Linked DNA regions of Zea mays: region 1 is linked to region 2. Evidence: chromatin contacts called from public Hi-C data. All regions are on one chromosome and are shown on one strand. The core of a region is the stretch at or near the end of the contact, and the rest is flanking DNA. Distances in the headings are between cores, read along the strand shown. Region 1 holds the start of sbp12 (SBP-transcription factor 12). Region 2 has its middle 71 kb from the start of sbp12.

Region 1 (4,787 bases), core at 709-3,208, 72 kb before region 2:
TCAGCTTCCCATCTCTGCAAGCGATGATAAAATGGATAAAGGTCCCTTTTATGTGTCAACTGCGGAAGATGTTTTAGGTAAGGTCCGACTAAACCGGAGATGGTTTACAACCCTTTGTCAACAAATATGGCAAACCACTTAACAAAGCTTCTTCCTTGATGAACACATTTCTGCAGCAAGTATGGATAATGTTTGGAAAATCAAACCTTTCATTGGCCAAGGCTCATCTTTGCCATGGCTAAGTGTTGGAATAGCATTGAACATGTGAGATTTATCCAAATGAACTTGTCCAGTAATTGTCCCAACTTTTGTTGATACATCACTTATTTCCTTTGCATAAGGGGGCTTTAAGTCAGATGAGCTGTCCCATGGAGAAGTGAAGGGTCTTACATGGCTAACAGGAGCTTTATTCCAGACAAAACTTATTTGCCGCCTATCATCTGCAGTGGCAGAGAAGTTCAGGGATAAGAATATTTCACTTTATAAATAGGAGGTAAGAAGGTAGAATAATACAATTGAAACACGATAATCCTGCTAGCTGTATAGTACAAGATACATATATTACTAATCACGATACTCTCAAGTCCAATGCCTAGTTTCTATTTAATTACACGAAGAAACACAACAGACAACTTATTGCTAAGTATAAAAGATAGAAAGCTTGCCATTTGCGTAACAAGACATCTGTTTGCATGACGTACATGCAGATGAATCTAGAACCTGGCTAAGAGCCCATCACCACCATTTTTTCTAGTGTCCACTTCCACTGATAGCAAATTTCGAACAGTAGTCAAGATATGAAAACATTACCAAACAATGTCGAAGGCAGCTTTGCAGAGGCGAAGGTGAATGCATCTGGCTGAGGCTTCCGGCGGCGGGCATTGTGATCAGACAGACGCCTCCTGCAGCTCCTCTTCTTCTGATCAAACTCTGACAGCGCATGGAATCTGGATTGCCAGAACCCAAGCAATCAGCAAAAACAAAATAGACACTATTTATGGTTAAATGCCATGTAAAAGTGCAATACAGGAGATATATGCCTGCAATATTCACATAGTTTTAATGGAATAAAATAGACACGGGTCAGTAGCCCACAAAAAAACGCTCATCCCAAAAGCATACCCATATATCGAGAGCCATACCAAAACTGGAAAAGGGAAACAGGCATAGTAGCCATTTCTCATTTCACCCATGCGTACGATTCTCCACAACAAGTACAACAGTACCAATAGTGGAAAGGAAGCATCTTTCATTGCTAGATCAGGAAAAAAATGTAGTTCCGTACCCAAAAAAACGGCACAACCGCGCACGCAGCTCACGCGCCGTACACACACACAGCATGTAGCCACAAAACTAATAGAGAACACGTAAAAAACAACTGCTTGTCCAAACCAATCAACAAATCACGCGATAATTGCAGCGCAAAAGCGCGAACCATCGTTGCAGAAAGCAATCAAAGGAAGGAAGACGGAAGCAATCGCACAGAGCAAGCGAGAGAAGAGGCGTGGAGGAGGCAAGCGAGAGCAAGCGAGAAGACGACCCACCGGCTGCACTGCTGGCAGAACCGGCGCTCCTGGCCGGCGACGATGACGCGGGGGGACTTGGTGTGGGCCTCGCAGACGCGGTGCTTACGGTGGTAGTCCTTGACCCTGCTGAGGTCCAATCCGCACCCCTCGACCTGGCACCTCAGCTCACCTCCCCCGCGGTCCTCGCCGGCCCTGGCACGCTTCGCCTCCCGCTCCTTCCCGCCGCGCCGCGCCGGGGCGTCGCTGGAGGAGCCCGAGCCCGTGGCGGCGTGGTCTCCCCAGTCCCAGAGGAGGGGAGGCGATGAGGCGGGCTTCGGGGCCGTCCACTCCATGCGCCGCGGCGACGATTTGGGCTGGTCAATTCGGGATTTGGGGATCGAAGAGAGGATGGGAGAGGTGGTGAACAGTGTGGACTGTGGAGAAGACGAGATGGGGAAAGGGAATTTGGAATAGAAAAAAAAGGCAGGTCTTTTTTATATTTTGACCTCCTTTTTCTTTTTTTTTCTGTTCTTTTTTTTTGCATGTGCCTTTTGTTTCTTTTTTTTGAGGTATTTTTATACGGACAATTCTCAGTTTGCGTTTGCATCCCTTAAAAAAAAGATGTGTACCGCTTACGTATATGACCGTAGTGTTCAACTTCAGCATTAGCATCTTCATAGTTAAAAAAGGACTATTAAATTTAGGCCCTTAGTTTTGGCATCTTTCTCATTTCTACCCTTTGTTGTAATTTTTTTCTCAGTTTTACTCTTCTGCTCTATAGCGCTGGAAGGGCAAAACTGAGAAAAACCCACGACTAAGAATAAAAATGATAACACTAGCAAAACTAAGAGCATCACCTTAAAATCCGAAAAAACCAATAATTGTTTCTCAAAGGACTAAAAATATTAGGACCATATCCGTGAGTTTATCTAATACTTTCTATAAGGTCATTCTCAAGTGTCATGGGCATTAAATAGGCTATGGTATGACAGTGTATTTATTATGAAAGATATGAAATCAATTTCGTGGGGATGAAATCATGTGTACATTGTTTTTTCAAGATGTTTGTGTTTTGCATGTGACCTAGGAAACAATAAAGATGAAACTATGCACTGTGTGAGACTATTTCATCATAGTTTCAAACTTCCTTAGATGATGTGTCACTCTAGTTAATTGTGCCATGAAACTCCCATTGAGAAGGAAAAATTAACTATTTTAAGGTGGGTGACAAATTTTTTGCCATGTCAGTGACACATGTGTCAGTGGCATATGATTAAGAACATTTCGTAAAGATGGCAAATACTTAAATACCCCTATTGAGAATGACGTAATCTCACTCTAGAACATAGAGTAAAAATTTTGCATAGTTTTATACTTTTTTGTCTCTTCTATATTTGTATTAGGAATGGTATGGTATGTCTTATTCAAATATAGTGTTGGTACAAAAAGATGTGTGTATATGCAATCGTGTTTGGTTCAGCAATCTGAACCAAATTTATTGTAAGAAAATATAGAATCTCAATTAAACGGATATAACATTAAACAGATATAACAGTAGAATATATTTTTGAAATCTACATATTTCTCTAGTTTAATTTAGAATTACCTTCTATCCTAGATTTTTTATATTCTTGTCGTCAATGTTACAAATTATCATGCTATTATAGAATCTATAGTTTATAGTTGTTTAAACCAAATAAATTTTAGTTTTTTCATAATCGTCAGCTCACAACAGCTTTCGCAGCTCATAGCTAGAATCAAATTTCCAAAAAATCTACAACTGAATCAAATAGACCCACAATGTTCACCTTAGCATTTAGAGCATGTTCATAGTTTTAAAATTTTGTTAAATCAATGAATTTTAAAGGGCTAAAAATATTAGGAGCATATTCGTGAGTTTCTCTAATAATTTCTAAAATCTCACTCTAAAACATAGAAGGTAAGATCATCCTAACTAGTTTTGCTTTTACTTATAACTTTTTTTTCTTAACTGCTTAATTTTGTAGCTTACAATTCCCATACCTTAATAGATCTATATACTAAGACCAAAGTGTTACAACAATGTGTTATATGCTACTAAACTCAATAGTTATACCATATATTTATATAAGAAAGAAAATTTCTCTGCTCCTTTAAAGCATGAGTTTTGTGCACGTGTGTCACGCGTGAAGTGTGTAGATCTGATTCCCCCATGTCTCCCCAAACAATCAGATAAAGTAAGTCTTACTCTTGCATGCGCAACCAACCATGCAACCACCACGAGCACTTTCTCCTCTTCCTCCTCCTCGGTGTTGGCGTCATATATTAACCTCCAACCTCTCATCTTTTTGCTCGTTTCTGTCTCTTTCACCTAGATTCTTCTGTACCGCCACAGAGGACATCAAGTAGGCCATTTTGATACGCCTCGAGCTGCTGCCGTGACTCTCCGCCAGCATACGCTTCTATAGATAACAAGGCAAGAAGAGGAGAGGCGTCCCCGCTGGCGATACATGGCTGAACAGTCGAGGAATAGGAGAAGGCGGCATTCCGGATTCCGAGTTCAGTTTTGTATTGGTTATTGGCAAAAAAATTGTGAGACATTAAGATCGATGATAATATATATTGTTCGTTTTCATGTAATCGTTGTACTCTAATATTTTATCAAATATTTATGGACCATCATAACCGCACGGATATTGTATTAGTAACTATTTATAGAGATGGTATGTCCTATTCTTTTCTACTTTCTTCCACCTCTAGATTGATATATGAATGCAAACATATATATTTTGCGTGATGGCGTCTATATTTTGGTAGGTGCGGAAATATTGGGGGTTGAGATTAGGAGTTGTTGTTTTTATCTTGCTAAAAATTAAGATTTAGAGTTGGTTCTAACAACTATTGAAGATACCCTTGGCCGGTTGTATAGGGATAGCAATGGGAAAATCTCAGTCGGAGAATAGTTCTTCATCCTTGTTCTCGGACAAAAAATATTCCCCACGAAAAATCCCCTCGAATGTTTGTGGGGGACATTTCTTCCCATCTCCGTTTTTCACGGGGATATATCTCCGACGAGGATCCCCATCTACGCTTTAATTATAATTAGGACACATGCTTTTGTTATTAATGTAAAATATTGTCACTTATACACATTAAAATTATTATGTGTACATTAAAATGAACATATTTGTATAATAAGTGATTTCTTGATAAGATAATTATTTATTTTTATCATTACCTATTACAGAAAACATCGCCACATATAAGTTTAACGGTTCCCCACATAAAATTGTGATGATGAAT
Region 2 (4,617 bases), core at 2,115-4,614:
TAGGAGGTTGTGTTGCAACGGTGAAAACAATCCCTCAGATGAGAACTTGAAGCAACGGCTGAAAAAGGCGAATCAAAAGATGAAGGTCTTCATATTCCGAGTGTCGAAGGAGTTGTGGACAGTTGGTATAGAATTAGGTCTTCTATTTTTATTTTAGTCGTACTATAAAGAGGGGTTGTGGATGAGTAGTTTGACCAAGAGAATTCTAGTGTAGTGTTGGTGCATGTTCACACTCACAACTAGTGCTAGGTGTCACTCTATAACACACTCACAAGTTAGAACGAAAACGTTTTAGAAAAACCTACGGAAAAGAAATTGGGTTTGCTGTCTTAGGGGCACTGGACTGTCCGGTGCGCCCTCTTACAGTGGGACCAGCCTGCCCCGGGGCAGACCCTCTACCCCCGAAAAACCCGAGAGCGACGAGTTCACGTAGCCGAATTTTAGCGCGCGTACCGGACTGTCCGGTCACCGAACAATCACCGTTCATTGTTCGGTGCGCCATCAGAGCAACGGTTGGCTGTCAAAACTAGTCGTTGGAATGCACCGTTGGCACACCGGTGGCGCACCGGACTGTCCGGTGTGCCCACGCGCAGAAAGTTCCAGCAACGGCTAGTTTGGTGGTTGTAACACCCCATCCACTCTCGGCCGGCTGTACTTACTCCTAGCAGCTCTCTAGCATCATATATTGTCCCCACATACCAACACGAGCCTTTTGTGCGCACTTTGTCCTTACTCGTGCACACCTGAGAAAACTTCCCGGTCGGCCACCCATCCCAAATTCCTCCAAGCTAAGCACGCTTAACTTGGAGGTTCTTACGAGATAGGCTTCCGAAAAAGAAGATGCACCTTGTTGGTATGGATACTCTATTAATTCTATTAAGCCTTAGGCTAGGATATCACCATCCCAGGGGCCAGAATATCACAATCCACCCCCTTAGAAGACCGACGTCCTCATCGGTCAACCCCAATCCAGGAACCTTCCCTCTTAGCCATGTCTGTGTGTCTAGTGTTGTCATATGCCATGCCATGTGACCACTCTGGGCCCACATGCGCCATGCGCCATATACCCGAACCCCTAACCCACACACTCCTGTGAAACCTCGAGGGTCGGCTCTGATACCACTTGTAACACCCCATCTAATTCCTAGACCAACGGTACTTACTCCTGGTAGCTCTCTAGGATGATATATTATCCTCACATACCAACACAAGCCTTTTGTGCGCACTTTGTCCTCACTCATGCACACCCGAGAAAACTTCCTGGTCGGCCACCCATCCCAAATTTCTCCAAGTCAAGCACGCTTAACTTGGAGGTTCTTACGAGATAGGCTTCCGAAAAAGAAGATGCACCTTGTTGGTATGGATACTCTATTAATTCTATTAAGCCTTAGGCTAGGATATCACCATCCTAGGGACCAGAATATCACAATCTACCCCCCTTAGAAGACCGATGTCCTCGTTAGTCAACCCCAATCCAGGAACCTTCCCTCTTAGCCATGTCTGTGAGTTTAGTGTCATCATATGCCATGCCATGTGACCACTCTGGGCCCACATGCGCCATGCGCCATATACCCGAACCCCTAACCCACACACGCCCGTGAAACCTCGAGGGTCGGCTCTGATACCACTTGTAACATCCCGTCTAATCCCTGGACCAATGGTACTTACTCCTGGCAGCTCTCTAGGATTAATTATTATCCCCACATACCAACACGAGCCTTTTGTGCGCACTTTGTCCTCACTCATGCACACCCGAGAAAACTTCCCGGTCGGTCATCCATTCCAAATTGCTCCAAGCCAAGCACGCTTAACTTGGAGGTTCTTACGAGATAGACTTCTGAAAAAGAAGATGCACCTTGTTGGTATGGATACTCTATTAATTCTATTAAGCCTTAGGCCAGGATATCACCATCCCAGGGGCCAAGATATCACAGTGGTTGGGCCTATTTATACCCCCTCCGCCAGCCTCATTTAGGGTCTTGCTGCCCACATTCAAGTGTATTCATTGCTAGAGCATTGCAAGCCCCACAAAAGCCTAGCGAGGTGATTAGAAAATCTTAATCCCGTGTTAGGACCTCATTAGTGCACGTGAGAGCCACCTAGAGCACACACCACATGCATTAGGCTTCTCTTGGTCAAGTGAAAGTCTATAGCTTGTTACTCTTGGTGATCGGCATCACCTAGACGGCTTGATGGCGATTGGAGTGCGGTGATCACCCTGGAGGATTTGTTGGTGACCCAGCTTAAAATTGTACGCGGTCGTGAGGGATCCACCGCGCCGGAGTGGCAAAGGATCATCTCATAGAGAGCACTTGATTCTTGCGAGTACCAAGGGGGAGCGATACCCTTGCGCGGGTGCTCCAACGAGGACTAGAGAAGAGTGCAGACTCTTCGATAGCTCTGCAAAAAATTGGAGGAGTTTCTTACCCTTGCTTTACATTCCGCATTTATTTTGAGCATTTCTCTTTGTGCAATTGCTTAGCTAGTATTTGTAGTAATGACTTAGGGTTGTTGTTCATCTAGTAGTATTCACTTATTGCTAGTAGTTGGGTAAAGTTGGGCTCATACTTAGGGTTTAACTTTTGTTGGAATTTTAGAAAAGTCCAATTCACCCCCCTCTTGGGCATCGTGATCCTTTCAGGACTCGTGTCTCATATCTTGAGATAATATGAAGGTGGAATAAGTTTGCTAAATATGAAAAATTTTCACCACCGATATTAACAACTAGTTTGTGTAAGATGTGTTGAGATCCTTTTTGTTATCACTAGTATGCTAGGTTGCTATGTCTCATGCTCTATCTTAGTCATACTCTGCTAAAATTTAAATCAAGATAAGTGAAAAATAGAAAGATCAAGTTGTGTTTGCATTTGTCACCACATTGTATTGAGACTGCTTCTGCTTGCACATTTAGAAGAACTTGAGAAATATGGTGGCATTTTTGAAGTTTGCAGGCCTACCAAAAGAACAAGTGTTGGGGCTAGCAAGTATATAGTTTGGAAGTATGAGCATGGCAAGCCTCTTTTAGCCAGAGTTGGTCAAAGTACTTTCAACTCTTTTTATTCGGTCATGGACCAAACACCACTCATTTTTATATGCAGAGTCTAAAGTAAAAATTTACACCCAGACCAAACTTTCTAGTATATGTGGAATTACACATATCACATGTTATTTGCCAATAACACTTCACAACTTTTCCCCTTTTAGTGTTACCACTAAAGACAAGGCAACAAATTCCGTGGGTTGAACTCATTCGCACATTTAACATCTTTAATGAGAATAATAGACGAAACAAGAGATGTCCTGGCTTAAGGCCCATGCGTGAACGAGAGCATCCAACGACCTGTCTGATATATAGCCGTCCATTGAATCCGATTGGTTGACGACGAGAGGAAGTGAGAGCCGACACCGACAGGCACACGCGATTGGGGGCCATGCGCTGCCGTCGTCTGACGCCAGCCTACGCCAATTGCCAGTCAGCCAGTGCCATGACGGATGGCAACTGCCAACTGGGAGGGCCGGCCTTCTCCTGCAGTAGTCTCTCGTCCAGCCGGGGTTTTTATTTGCATTGGATTCTTTCTTCTTCCAGACAGCGGTCATGCATGCATCATGCAGAGCACTCGATCGAGCTGGGCTTAACATTCTAGCTCATAATCACTAGGCCGAAAGCACACTTTAAACGTCCTCGCTGGGCCACCCACCGAGTCATTTCAAACCTGAATTCAAATCGGCCCATACATATATCAGCCCCTGCAAAATGTCTGATCCGTGCTTTCCTACAAAAAAATGTCTGCTCCATGCACGCGGAGAGCCCCCCTCCCCCCCAAGTAAAAAAAGAGGGGATATTCTAATTCTATGTTTCATGGCCAGATTAAAGAGTAGGATGTTTTTAGTTTCAGCACGGGCCTTAAAACTTTTGACCAAGATCGGCGCAAAAAAGGTTTCGATTCTACGGATAGGGACTCTATTTTTCTATTTTAGGTATTATCTGATTTGCAAATATCCATTTCTGAATCCATGGAATGTGAGGATTAGAGATAAATTCATATATTCTGTCTAATCTACTTTCGAATCGATTGAAAAAAAAATTAATGAGGTAAAACACTATATAGAAAATGAGAGCTATCCTTTTATGATAGAGGTAGATTTTTGTTGTATTATTTGTTTTCTTGTATTATAGTTGTGTGCTCGTGCGTTGCAATGGGAACATATAATACAATTGATAACTTATGTACGTTGGGATGAGCATCGACATATATCTGACCGGATCTTCTTCTTTCTTGGGGATCTGGAGAAAAGCCTGTTCGGAAGCCAAACATGTTAAGACCTGATCATGTGCTGCCATTGTGTCTCTGATCATCATCAGCACATTGTTCGACGCTTGTATGAGTCTTGTTAATTTGCATGCCTCGTGCATAATCTCTCAACCATCAATTCATTATGGTATACAGAATTCATGTGAGTTGTGACAAACATTATCAAATTCATATAAATTATTTTAAAGAACCAATATAGAGTTTTATATGATAGAGAAATACATGTGGATTAAAAAATGCTAAACAAAAGATCTAAAATATAACAGTTCGATCAAGTTGCATAAGATGTACAATTTTCCAATTG

Evidence for each region. A called contact is a pair of places that touch in the nucleus more often than the background predicts.
Region 1: a contact with region 2 is called in a Hi-C map of endosperm, with 1.9 times the contacts expected there. The contact joins the promoter of sbp12 here to the enhancer-like site in region 2. A contact is called at or near these places in 2 of 25 Hi-C or Micro-C datasets (endosperm and leaf).

Annotation. Positions count from the first base shown.
Region 1 is chr5:88,805,729-88,810,515 of Zm-B73-REFERENCE-NAM-5.0, reverse strand. sbp12 (SBP-transcription factor 12) reads right to left here and starts at 1,958. Exons shown (of 4, transcript NM_001136780.1): 1 at 1,545-1,958; 2 at 811-947; 3 at 207-440. The coding sequence starts at 1,858.
Region 2 is chr5:88,734,953-88,739,569 of Zm-B73-REFERENCE-NAM-5.0, reverse strand. No RefSeq gene overlaps it. Among protein-coding and RNA genes, the nearest start is that of sbp12, 71 kb to the left of the region's middle. Within about 2 kb of position 3,364, at least 17 of the 20 cell types and tissues checked have an H3K27ac peak or open chromatin away from gene starts, as enhancers often do. A contact at or near this core is called in endosperm and leaf, where this site is marked.